Linked DNA regions of Mus musculus: region 1 is linked to region 2. Evidence: chromatin contacts called from public HiCAR-type data. All regions are on one chromosome and are shown on one strand. The core of a region is the stretch at or near the end of the contact, and the rest is flanking DNA. Distances in the headings are between cores, read along the strand shown.

What was found. HiCAR-type assays count read pairs that join an accessible place to other places.
Region 1: a HiCAR-type map of astrocytes shows a contact between it and region 2, with 2.7 times the contacts expected there. The contact joins the promoter of Lmo3 here to the promoter of Ptpro in region 2. A contact is called at or near these places in 1 of 39 promoter capture datasets (hippocampal neurons) and 1 of 115 datasets of contacts at active chromatin or transcription factors (astrocytes).

What each region holds. Positions count from the first base shown.
Region 1 is chr6:138,421,499-138,427,618 of GRCm38.p6, forward strand. Lmo3 (LIM domain only 3) reads right to left here and starts at 1,532. Exons shown (of 4, transcript NM_001356306.1): 1 at 943-1,532. A830011K09Rik (RIKEN cDNA A830011K09 gene) reads left to right here and starts at 1,607. Exons shown (of 4, transcript NR_126073.1): 1 at 1,607-1,867; 2 at 4,174-4,302; 3 at 5,862-6,045.
Region 2 is chr6:137,250,370-137,255,975 of GRCm38.p6, forward strand. Ptpro (protein tyrosine phosphatase, receptor type, O) reads left to right here and starts at 1,930. Exons shown (of 27, transcript NM_011216.3): 1 at 1,930-2,391. The coding sequence starts at 2,317.

The sequences.
Region 1 (6,120 bases), core at 282-2,781, 1.2 Mb after region 2:
CTCTGCCTGTAATCCTAAAATCCCAGCGGCCCCTTTTAGCTTCCTAGTAACAAATGGATTTGATTAAACCGTCACACGCAGTGTTAGCATAGCATATCGTGTTCGGTATGAAAAAGATCATAAATCTGACTTGTGTTTCATAACAGCAATCTGAGTAGCCCCGGTTAAAATGTGCTGAATCTCTCTCTCTCTCTCTCTCTCTCTCTCTCTCTCTCTCTCTCTCTCTCTCTCTCTCTCTCTCCCTGTTAAGATGCAGACACTTGGGTACAAGGAACCTATGTCCACTGAACACGACACAGTCACTTTTGCAACACACAGAAGCAGTGTTTTGATATTAAGGTTGCATTGGGAGAAGCAGGGGTGTAGACAAAAACAAGGTTGTAATTTCAACTCTTTCTTGGGGGTGGCAGGCATACATTTCATCAAGCAGGTGTAGAAAGGTCTGGGAAAATACCCAAGACTGATATCACTTCCCTTAGCCTGGTAGCAACACCCCGCCCCCAACCTTTGCAAACTGTCCCAACCCCTCTTCCAGAGTCAGGGTGTGCGAATGTTGCAGCTCCCAATGAACTTTGTCTATTATGCACTAGACTCCTACTTGAGATGTTGCGTCGCGCTGCAGCCGCGCGCTCCACTCTCTTCCTCCGGCATCCACGTCTTCCGCCCCACATCTATTTCATGTCTCATCACAAAAATAATGATGCCTCCCATGATTTAAACAGAACCAAACAAACACAAAACCCTCTCTGCAGACCTGCAGCCCGGTGAAAGTTGCAGTGGTGGTGGGGATGGTTCGGGTGCAGCTTTACTTTATGCCTTCTTGGGAGAGGATGGGGAAGAAGAAGAAAAAAAAGCCACCCAACATCCGCACACGCACGCGCGCACCAGCAGACATACACAGCACAAATAAGCCGACGCGTGAGTACACAACCCCTGACTTACCTTCTCAATTAAGCGATACAGGGGAGGGTGTTCAATGAGCCCAGCGGCTGCTTGGTAGCGCTTCTCCTTGGGAAAGGTCAAAAAGAAACATTGTTTGAAAAAAAAAAAGGAAAAAAAAAAACCGGGGGGTAGAATCTCTCTCTATATATTTTTTTAAGTTTAAAATAATGAGGTCCTCCAGGATCCGCCAAGTACCAGTGTGGACCGCATGCGAGCCACAGGTGTCCTTCTTTTAGGCAACTGCAGTCCGGGGGATGTCTCTCTTGGTCCTGGCTCCTGACAACTTACCCCAGCAGTGTGCGAGGAGCCCGAGCTGAAGGAAGCCCTGGCTCTCAGCCGCAAAATGCAATCCCTTCCCAGCCAGACATAATACAGCCCAAGAAAAGGTCACCCAGTTATTACAGCGCCTCGGAGCCCAGGCAGCGCCTGTCAGATCCACAGTGAAGGCAGCTCCCTTCCGATTTAAGAGTATTTACCTCTCGCCCCCACCCCTCCCTCTTCTCTCTCTTCCTTCTCTCCCTCCCTCTAGCTGGCTCCCTTGCTCGCTAGCTTGCTTGAGCTCTCTCTCTCTCTCTCTCTCTCTCTCTCTCTCTCTCTCTCTCTCTCTCTCTCTCTCTCTCTCTCTCGCTGTGTCTCTGCTGTCTGTTCCGCAGCTCAGTCAAGTACAGCCGCCCTCGGAAAGTGCAAAAGCAGCCACGAGACAGATCCAGGCTTTGTTGCTAATTTCCCAGGGTGAAAATTGACAAGCCTGGGAGTGCAGTCAGCACAACCCATTGCATATGCTACTGACAAACGCTGGGGACATCCCCTCCCACCCATGCCTATCACACAGAGAATGTGACCTCTGCAGGACTGGACTCTGGAAGGACCCTACCTCCAGGACTCGCCCACAAGAAGAACTGCAAAAGAGCTCCAAAGGAGAAGGGTAGGGCTTCCTAAAATAACGGGGGCATTTTGGAATAGGATGGGGACTATGAAAGCAAATTGCCCTCTAAATCTGTTACTGACAGTGCCAGTGGAGGAAGTTAAAATAAAAGCCAAGGAATCAAAGTGCTACCAGGGAACACTGGAAAACTGCACAGCCCTCCTTTTAGTAAATGTCTGGGGGTGTCTGCAGTTTCCAGGGCTATGAATTCTGTTTAGAAACTCTCTGAAGTCCCTGTGCAGAATGCCTTGTCATGTAAACTCAGGCCAGGCAGTGCCACACACCCTTTCCTCTCTCTCGAATGGCCCCAGGAGTCAGACTGTGAACTTGTACCCCATACCAGGTGCTGAACCCAAAGTGGCCACTGAAACACACTTACTACAGATAGGTGAATACTTGACTTTGAAACCTGCTTCAGTGTTAGTCCCCAGGAAGCTGAGCCAGACTTCCAGGACTAAGCCGGTCCCCTGGCCACTTGCCCACCTACACCCTGCCTTCATACACTTATTTTAAGGCCTGGGTACATCCTTTTATTTTTGCCTCTAAATTTTTCCCATTACTCTTAACCTCTTCCCTGCACTCCGATGCTCTATAGGTCACTGGTAGCTTTAAACCATCTCCTTTTTCTAAGTTTTTAAACTTCAGCTATCGCCCACTTTGGTGTCTCTATCAAGGTCCTCTCAGCATCTCTCACAAAGCCTTGTCAAAAGGTTAAGCTTAAAAATAGTGCCAGTTTGAATGACACTGGATGTGATGCTCTCAGTGCCAAGACAGGATCAATTGTTGAACTACCCACCCACCCCAAAAAAACACTACCCACAAAACACCCTTCAAACAATACAGAAAAACTTTGCTACTTCTGTAACATCAATTTTAATATCTATCTATCTATCTATCTATCTATCTATCTATCTATCCGATCTATCAAATTATATATATATATATATATACATATATATATATACACACACACACACACACACACACACACTAAAGCAGTCCCCCTTGAATATTTATGTTAAATTATGCTTCCCTATATCCAAAGTCCTGGCATAGCCGGTCTAATTTATTTTTTAATCCCAACCTTCAGAAGGCTCCTAAGAAAATAGTAGGTGGCTTGCTTTCTTCTCCCTTTCAAAGACAACAAAACTCAGAACTAACCTGAAAAATACCGAAATTCACAGACAGGAAGATTACTGAGAACCCCTTCAGCTGTTCAGTCTATAAGCAGACTTCTTAAGTTTTGGCTTTTCCTGGCCCTAGTACTCAGGCGTGCGCGCACGCACACACACACACACACACACACACACACACACACACACATCCACACAGCTCCCTGCTTGTCCTACCCCACCCTCCAGCCAGATCTACTCTGAAAACACTCTGGTGTGTGTGTATGTGTGTGTGTGTGTGTGTGTGTGTGTTGCCTGTTATCTTTAGCAGCCAATGTACTGAGAAGAAAAGAGGGAGGGAGGGAGAAGTATGTGTGGGGAAAGGGAGAAATAAAATCAAAACAAATGGCACAGCTAATGAGGACAATTAAATTAATTATGTTCAAGGAGGATGAGGTTTTTTTTCCCTCCAACTGTATGATCTGTTACCCCTCGCTGGCAACTGCTTCTCCGTAATTCATGGCAACTGATGAGTGCATCTATGCAAATCTTTGTTTAAATCATTCAACTAATTAAATGATGGGATTATTCCTCTGCCTACGGTGACATCATTCGCAGTAATTAGTACTCTTTTGGACTGTGGCAGTAAGATCCCCCATATCAACACCAACCTGCAAAGGCATTAACCACTTTGATACCTTAAAAAAGGGCAACTATCCAGAGCTCTAATTGTATCCCATCCCCTTCCTCTCCCCCCATCCTCCTTTTCCTCTCTGGGTTAGCATATACCCCATACTTGTAGAGAGAGAGAGGGAGAGGGAGAGGGGGGGGGTGAAGTTAGTGAATAATATGCTAAACCACATGTGTAAAAGAATAAAATGGAATAGTTAACATTCAGCTCCATGCCATTCATTTTCCCCTAAAATGTAATGATAATTAGATGGGTCATAAAATGCTCTTCTTTTCATTATGACTGATGAAATGCATTAAAGCTGACAGGGTATTACCTGACAGTAATTAGGTTTTGTCATGAATTAAATTATTTGAAAGCAGGCTATCTCCCCAATCACGCAATTTACAGCAAGATTTTTTTTTAATCTGTGCCACAGAAGAGAGAGAGAGAGAGAGAGAGAGAGAGAGAGAGAGAGAGAAAATAGCAGTTTTTCTCTTCATAATCATATGAATTATTCACAGAAAAAAAATCATCAGAAAAACCCCCGTGCAGATGAAGAGGCTTGATGCTTAATGCGCACAGATGTGATCGCCAGTGGTCGCCGACAATGAAATATACAAGTGCACACAAAGTGATCCGGTGAACAAGAGGTGGAATTTAATCATCTTCTGCTGACACTTTGTGAAAAACACCATTAACCCTCAGCAAACCCCTGTTTTCCTGGCTCCCTGTAACCCCTAAAGTCTCAGCCCCTCCTCCCAAGGAGAAAAAGTGAAAGAAGAATTTGTGGTTTTGTTTACTCAGCCAAGCTAAAGGTTGGATCCAGCCAGGCAAGCACTTTCTTCATTTCCTGAGAGTAAACTACCCACTTTAATTACACATGCTTCGGAAATCTTTGCAAAAAGATTGCCATTGAGAGCTACATCTTCTTGGCCCGATTTTCTTTTGCCTACCCCTTCTTTCTGCTACTTATACATTTGATGAGAGTGTTTAACTCAATCTATTCCACATTCTCTAATACAAAAATAAAATAAAATAAAATACCAAGAAGGTAGACTATCTTTTCCTGGACTTTTCTATTGTGATTCTTTATGAGGGAGGGGGGGGGGCACAGAACGCAGGAAGACGGTTACATGGGGGTGATCAGACATATATTACTTACCTTTGCTCAAAAGAGATCTTGCACAAAAAAAAGCAGTGTATGTGTGTGCCTGTTTCTAAACAAGTCTTCAAGTTTTCGGCCGTCTCTTTTTGCAAGACGCACCCCACAGATAACTTTTGTGTGGGGATGTTCAGTAGTGATTTCTGTAGCGTCCCAAAGATGCTTCTGTGGAGGTTGGAGTATCAGACAGGTTGTCGCTTTGGGTAGTCGGAAGACAGCACCCACTCTAGAAGTCCAGGTACAGTCAAAGTGGTCAGTCAAGGAAGGGGTGAGGTTGACAAGGACTCCTGTTCACACTCTCCCACCATCACGCCTGGAGATGCAGCAGCCACGCAAGAGAAAAAGCCTCTTGCTTCCGCCTTCGCCTTGCTCCTTGCTCTGGTGTGCTTTGCTCTTTCTTACTTTCTTCCTGAACTGCATACAAACCCTGAGTGGGCCAGAGCGGCTCCTCCAGTATTTAAACACCTCGCCAGGTCCCTAGTTAGCAGCTTCCTTCAGCTCATCCAAGAAGCTGACAAGTTCTGTTAAAGGAGGCCGTACATACGGCTCTAATGGACCTCATTAAGTTCTACTTACAGATGTTCTCTTAACATAATTGATCTGCGGTGAGTTGAGAGGACTGAAACTTATTCCCTAGCCCCCAATTATGGTTGGGTAATTAGATCCCCAACCTCCAATTTTTCACATTCACCCTTCTAACATTCCAAAATATCAAAGTATCTCTCTCTCTAAAGCTCCCCCTTACCGGACTCCACTCTCCTCACTGTATTGACAGTTAGATCTGCTCTAACCTTTGTAGTGACGCCAATTTTAATGGTGCATTCAGACCATTGACAGAGCTGTGTTTCTCCCCCAGCCTCTCCCATCTCCTCTCCACACTCCATCCCTCCCACTCCCTTAACCCTCAGAAACAAAAGGGTAAAAAAAAAAAAAAAAAAAAAAACCCTCCAACTTGTATAGTTTGTACTTTTGATAAAAGGTTTGGATGATGAGCCGTGGCATGGCTGCTTCCTTTCTAATGTCTTTTTATCTGTATTAATTCCTCAGATGAAAACTTTAAGGAACAATGAAGGAGAGAGGTGCCGCTCTGAACCGGTGAGAAGAAAAAAATTACACAGCACACCTGGGACAGATGAAGCCAAACTAGTGCTTTTATAATGCCAATCAGCGCGGCTGTTATCATCCCTCTAATTAGGAAAGCTGCCTAAAACTGAGCGCACTTGGGGAAATGGTAATGTTATGGTTTTGCACTTAAAAGGAGGCACATTTCCTGCGCTGTAAGGATCTGGGATTGGGGCTGACAAGT
Region 2 (5,606 bases), core at 680-3,179:
TCTCTAAACTAGTTTAGTAAGATTTAACATGTTTTAGAAACACAGCAATGGAAGACCAGCTAGTGGTCTGAATCAGCACACCACGGACAACGCCACATACGCATTCTTAGCGGGAGTCTCCAGTAAGAATTTGTGATCCTGTCATTGGTTTAGACACAAGAACAAGCAAGACTATTTTTTTCCCTCTGTGATCACTATGTAAAATGTTTATCTCTGGAAAGGATCTCTTCTATGATTACCACATAAAACTTCCAGTCTTCAGGCCATGTAGTCACATGCTGCTAATGGAATATTAATCATGCTAATTACTAGTGCTTTCCTGGGCGGTGATGCACTAAACACTTAATGTTGCTGCTGCCCTAAAGTGGTCCACGTACACATCTGTACACAATGTGTGATTTAACTGAGCAGAGAGAAGGTGAAGCATACAGTTAGGTAGGGGTATTTAAAGTAATGCATTATTTTGAAAGTACCTTTTGCATTTATATGATTAATATTTGAGCAAAATTGCTTCCTAATGCCTAAAATAGATCAAACATTCCTATCCCAAATATATATATGTGTGTGTGTATACACACACACACACACACACACACACACATGTATATGCACAATTAACCTTACATATGTATTTAATTCACATACTGATACTAAAATAAAACTCTATTTAAAAGAATAACTTCTGGCATCTTGTGAGTACCACTTAGGCCCCAACTTGAGCATCTCTGTCTGGAAATTAGATCACTGTGGAGCCTCTTTGATGTAGCTGGAAATGGAAAACCACTTTCAAAAGCTTCAAAATAAAAGAAAAACATATCAGACCAAAGGCTCTGAAAGTGCAGGTCTGAGGAGCCATTTCTTAGAAAGCACTCGAGTTTGGCCCAGAAGTGGGAAGCAGGGAAAACCTTGGGGGGGGGAGAGGGAGGGAGGGCATGAGAGTCAGGCCAACAAAGGACAGGCACGAGGGCGCTGAACAGAAGTCCATCAAGGCTGTGTACTGAGGTAGCTTTGGTGCCAGCAAGGGAAACACTCACACACAAGCCCAGAGCCTCGTTCTGTTTTCTGAAGAACTGTTAGTGCCTCGATCTATTCATGCAAAAATTCCTAATCCAAACCTTTAGTTTATAGTCCTCATGTAGAAAAAGATGAGCACACACGACTCTGATCCTATAGCAGGCCACCATTCCTCAGCTGTGTCCCAGAGTGCTGGTGACACACTCCTAAGTGCACCGCCAGGGTGCCCTTTTCTGTCACCTGATACCACACTTTGAAGGATAAAAACAAAATTCCAGCACCTCAGGGCCCACCCAGGACATTTACATGATAAAAAGAAATGACTTAATATAATGAATCCCACTTTTTATTTTTAATATAGAGTTGTCTTTCAAAAACTACACAAAACCTCTAGAGACAGATAAGTAGACATGAGACACACTTCATGGAAATCGTTGCTTGTGATTCTAAATTCTTAGATTAGTTAGTTATTCATGGATAATTCAGAGTACTTAGTGTGTTCACACACAGAGAGAATATATTACACACTTATTCTAAATACGTGTAAAATACTGTGAGCTAGGTGTGGGCAGCAGGATAAGAGGGGGAAACGCACAGAATTATTCAGTTTCCCTAGCTGATTATAGGATGCTATGGGGGAATTGAACTGAGGTCGGGGGGTATAGAAGTTGAGATTCACTCCTCTTTTCGAAAACATTAAGTGTCACTTGTAGTGTCACTTGTAAATACAAGGGCAAAGGAACGGGGGGGGGGGGTTGAGAAGGGCCTGAGATAAGAGAGAGGGGAAACCCTCAAACAACTCTTCCTAGGAGACTCTGGAAAGGCTGAGGCGGAGCCTGGTCTGGGGGGCTGCCTAGCAATGGGAAGCAGGCAGGCCCTGGTGGGAGGACCCAAGATCTGCACTTGAGGAGTTCCTTGCTCTGAGAGAGAACACCACTGTTGCTAGGGGGCCGCGGAGGGTTGTCTGCCTGCGGAGCTCGGGCAGCTCCTTCCGCACGCCGACCCCTGCCTCCCGTGGCAACCGCTGTAGCTGTGGCGCAGAGCCTCGCCCACTGCCATCCCCACCCTCTCCATCCTTAGCCATTAAACAACGCCGGCTCCAAGCACGTTCTAGCAGGACTCGGGCACAGAAGAGGAGAGCGATCCATCCGGGGGCACAGGACGACCTGCCAGGCGACATGCGGCCGCCCGGAGCCGCCCGGGCGCCCGAAGTCTGAGGCTGCCAGCCGGGACTGGTCATTGTAAGCGCCACGGAGAACTGCTGGCGCTGCCGTTCCCTCCCCGGTCCCTGGTCGCGCCGCGATGGGGCACCTGCCTAGGGGAACGCTCGGGGGCCGCCGCCTGCTACCTCTGCTCGGGCTCTTTGTGCTGCTCAAGGTAGGGTCCCCCAGTCCTCGGAGATGGGGATCCATCCCGCCGTGGGGAGCTATTCGCTCAGGGTGCGGTGACCAGGCGGAGAGCGCCAGTCGCACACGCTTTGTCCTCAGAGCGGTGCCGGGTGGGCTGCGTAGCTGCGGGTGGAAAGATCTGGAAGTTTGAGCCTTCCAGTTGTCTCCCTTTGTACTCTGCTACCTCAGCGATGAGCTTGCGGGATAGAGCTTTCTCAGGCAAAATGAGGGCACTTTTTTTAGTGGTTCCCACTGCACCCCTATGCCACTTCACCTTCGCGCCCTCCCCCAGTGAAGCCTCGGTACAGCTGCTTTGTCTCAGTCAGTTTGCCTTCTGCGGGAGGGAATCACACGCAGGGCGCTGAGCTCTGGACTAGACGCACCGGCCAGGCGGGGCGAGGGAGAGGGCTCCATTGAATAAGGAATCGGTTCAACTCCCAAGGAGGTCACTCCCTGTCTTACCCTCCATCCACCTAGGGATGCCTGGTAAAACTCTACACAGTTCCATCCTCTCGTAACAGGATGCTGCCACTGATTTTTAATGGTGGAATATATGATTTATAAAACTCACCTTTTCCTATCCTCTTTGGAACGTGTGGCTCAAAATTGTACTTTGAGAAAAAAAAGTGAAAAGGAAAATACTGTTTAAAAAAGAAAAACAAAATCTTGACACTTCAAGCATGTAGTGTTTTTATTTTTTAAGCTGTTTTCTTGGCATATGAAGGGAAGTTGGGAATTGGTACCCCCTCACTCCGGGTTCCGAAGGTCTGCTTTCCTTCCTAGTCCTTTCTCCCTTCTTGCCCCAGCAACTGAAGGATGGCCACAGGTGATCGGGAGCTATCCTTTCAGCACCATGAGGATACCTAGCTAGAGGAGGTCAGCCCGTTAATGACTGCAAATGTTTCCGCATTAAGCAGTCACTTCTTGCTTATATGCCCATTAATTATGAATGCTCCCCAAGGTTATAGTGAACAGGATTCACGAATCCCAGATAGAACGAGTGCAAAACTATTCTATATTTTCTTCCTGTCTCCCCAGATCACAGAAAAATGTAGTCTCTGGGTAAATAGCAAAGGAGGAACATGAGCGAAGTTATAAGCTGTTTTGGACATGTGCTCAATATTTAAGTCATCAGTCATCATTTTATTTTAAAATCTTATAAATACTAAATTCAGTTGAGCATTTCACCTGCTTCTCTGTAGTACATACCACAGATAAAATATGCATAGTTAGTTTTTTATAATTAATTTTTCTAACCGTTTGACAAACTTGGCAACGACTGAGATGTCTAGGTAATACTCTTTGAGTACTTAGGACGAAAAAAATGGAGGTACATGTTTTACTGAGAATAGCAGAGAAGTGTGAATGTGTGTGCTTGTGTGTGTGTGAGATCTGACATATATTTAGCCTTTGGAATAACTTCGGGTTTTTTGTTTCATAGTAGATGGTAACTCTAGAAATGAGACTACTTAGCTTAAGAGAAAAAAATTATAATGTTAACGTTAAAATGCAGAGAAAAATGTGTCAGAAGTTTGAACTCCAAACATGATAATAAACTAAGAAAATTCATGAAGGATAGCATGATGGTATCTTAGTGGTTGCAACAGACTTTCACTCTCTTTAACATAATATGTGTATTTCTCAACATTTGCTAGCAAATGTCTATTATGATAAGCTATACACCATAGCCCATACATTGATAGATCATTTAAAGTATTACACTAATGAGAAAAATAATGTTGCAAGGGAAGCTACTAATATTTACTTTATGGAAGGATTACAGTGTTTCACTTTAGTATAAAGTGTTCAAGAAAAAGGAAAATCTACAAATTGAAAAGCCACTAAGCCTCAATCTTGAAAGCATTTTCACACATGCTCGTTGATTGAATCACACTTCCTTACAGTTAAGAAGAGATGTTCAAAGTGCTAAATTAGGCATCTAGTATAATATCATACATCTTGTGGTTAGTATATTATATGGCACTTCAGGCATACAGTATAATTTCTTTATAATTTTGAGGCTTTTAATTCAAACTACTGAACAAGCAACCAACAAAATAGACATAACCAAGTATATGGTAGCATGAACCTCAAAGCTATCCATTATTAAATGTCAAATAGTCTACCAAATTTCAACCTAAAACGGTCCATGGGGATAAGGAAAACCATTCGCCCATCTCCTATAAAAATCTCTATATATTTATTTATGACAAGCATTTATTAATGTTCATATTTTTATTCTCTATATAAGCAAGAATTTTTAAAGAATGTAAGTCAAATATTTCAACTGTGAAGCTTGATTTTCAATTTCATATTTTCTATAATTTAGGTGGATATATATGCTGTGGAGAGATGGGGATGTGTATGAGATTCAGGTTATAATCAATTTCACTAAGAGAACCTTGAAGGGGCAGAATGTTCAAGACTTTGAATATCATTGCTTGTGCACGCTTTAGTTATAGATCCATGTAGCAAGGTAGTTCAGGTTGTCTGAGTCAGTCACTGCACTTCATGAGGCGATGTCTGCATGAGGTGATGTGACCTACACCCACTACTGGTCACAGGACGCTTAGAATTGTATATTGATGTTTATGGTAAGCAAGTACGTAGAACTAGATATAAAACTATCAAAGCTCTGTGATCAATCAAGAGCCTTCTAGTCTCAAGTCTTCTGTCTATGATCAAGTGAAAGGCTTATCTAGTAGTATCTCCCTCTTGTATGTCTTCCCATAATTCCTGCTACAAACAACACAACATCACATTTTTACCGTCTTTCCTGAAAATGGCTTCCTATATCATCCACCCAGTCAATACCAGTGCTTTGTCCACTAAGATGCAAACTGCAGACTATGACCTCATCGGAATCTGAAGTCTGTCTTCCGTGAAGTGTTGCTTATTAATGGTCAATGGAAGCTCCCCACTTCATTAGTAGACTTGGCACGAGTCCTTTATTCCTTCGTTATCCTGTCTATATTTTCATATTTCTGCTCTTGCTTTGGATGTCATCAGAGATTATTAACTTTGAAAGGGGCTTTAATACTTTATCTTTTAAACATCTGTGTTTAATATTTTGAGTGTTATGATATTGGCCATTTAACTCTTACTCAGGATAAATACCCGTGGTTGGTTCATGGTCTTCATGACTTTCTCTGAGATCTGTCTGTCTGTCTCTGTCTCTCTCATGCACACTCTGTGCATCTCATT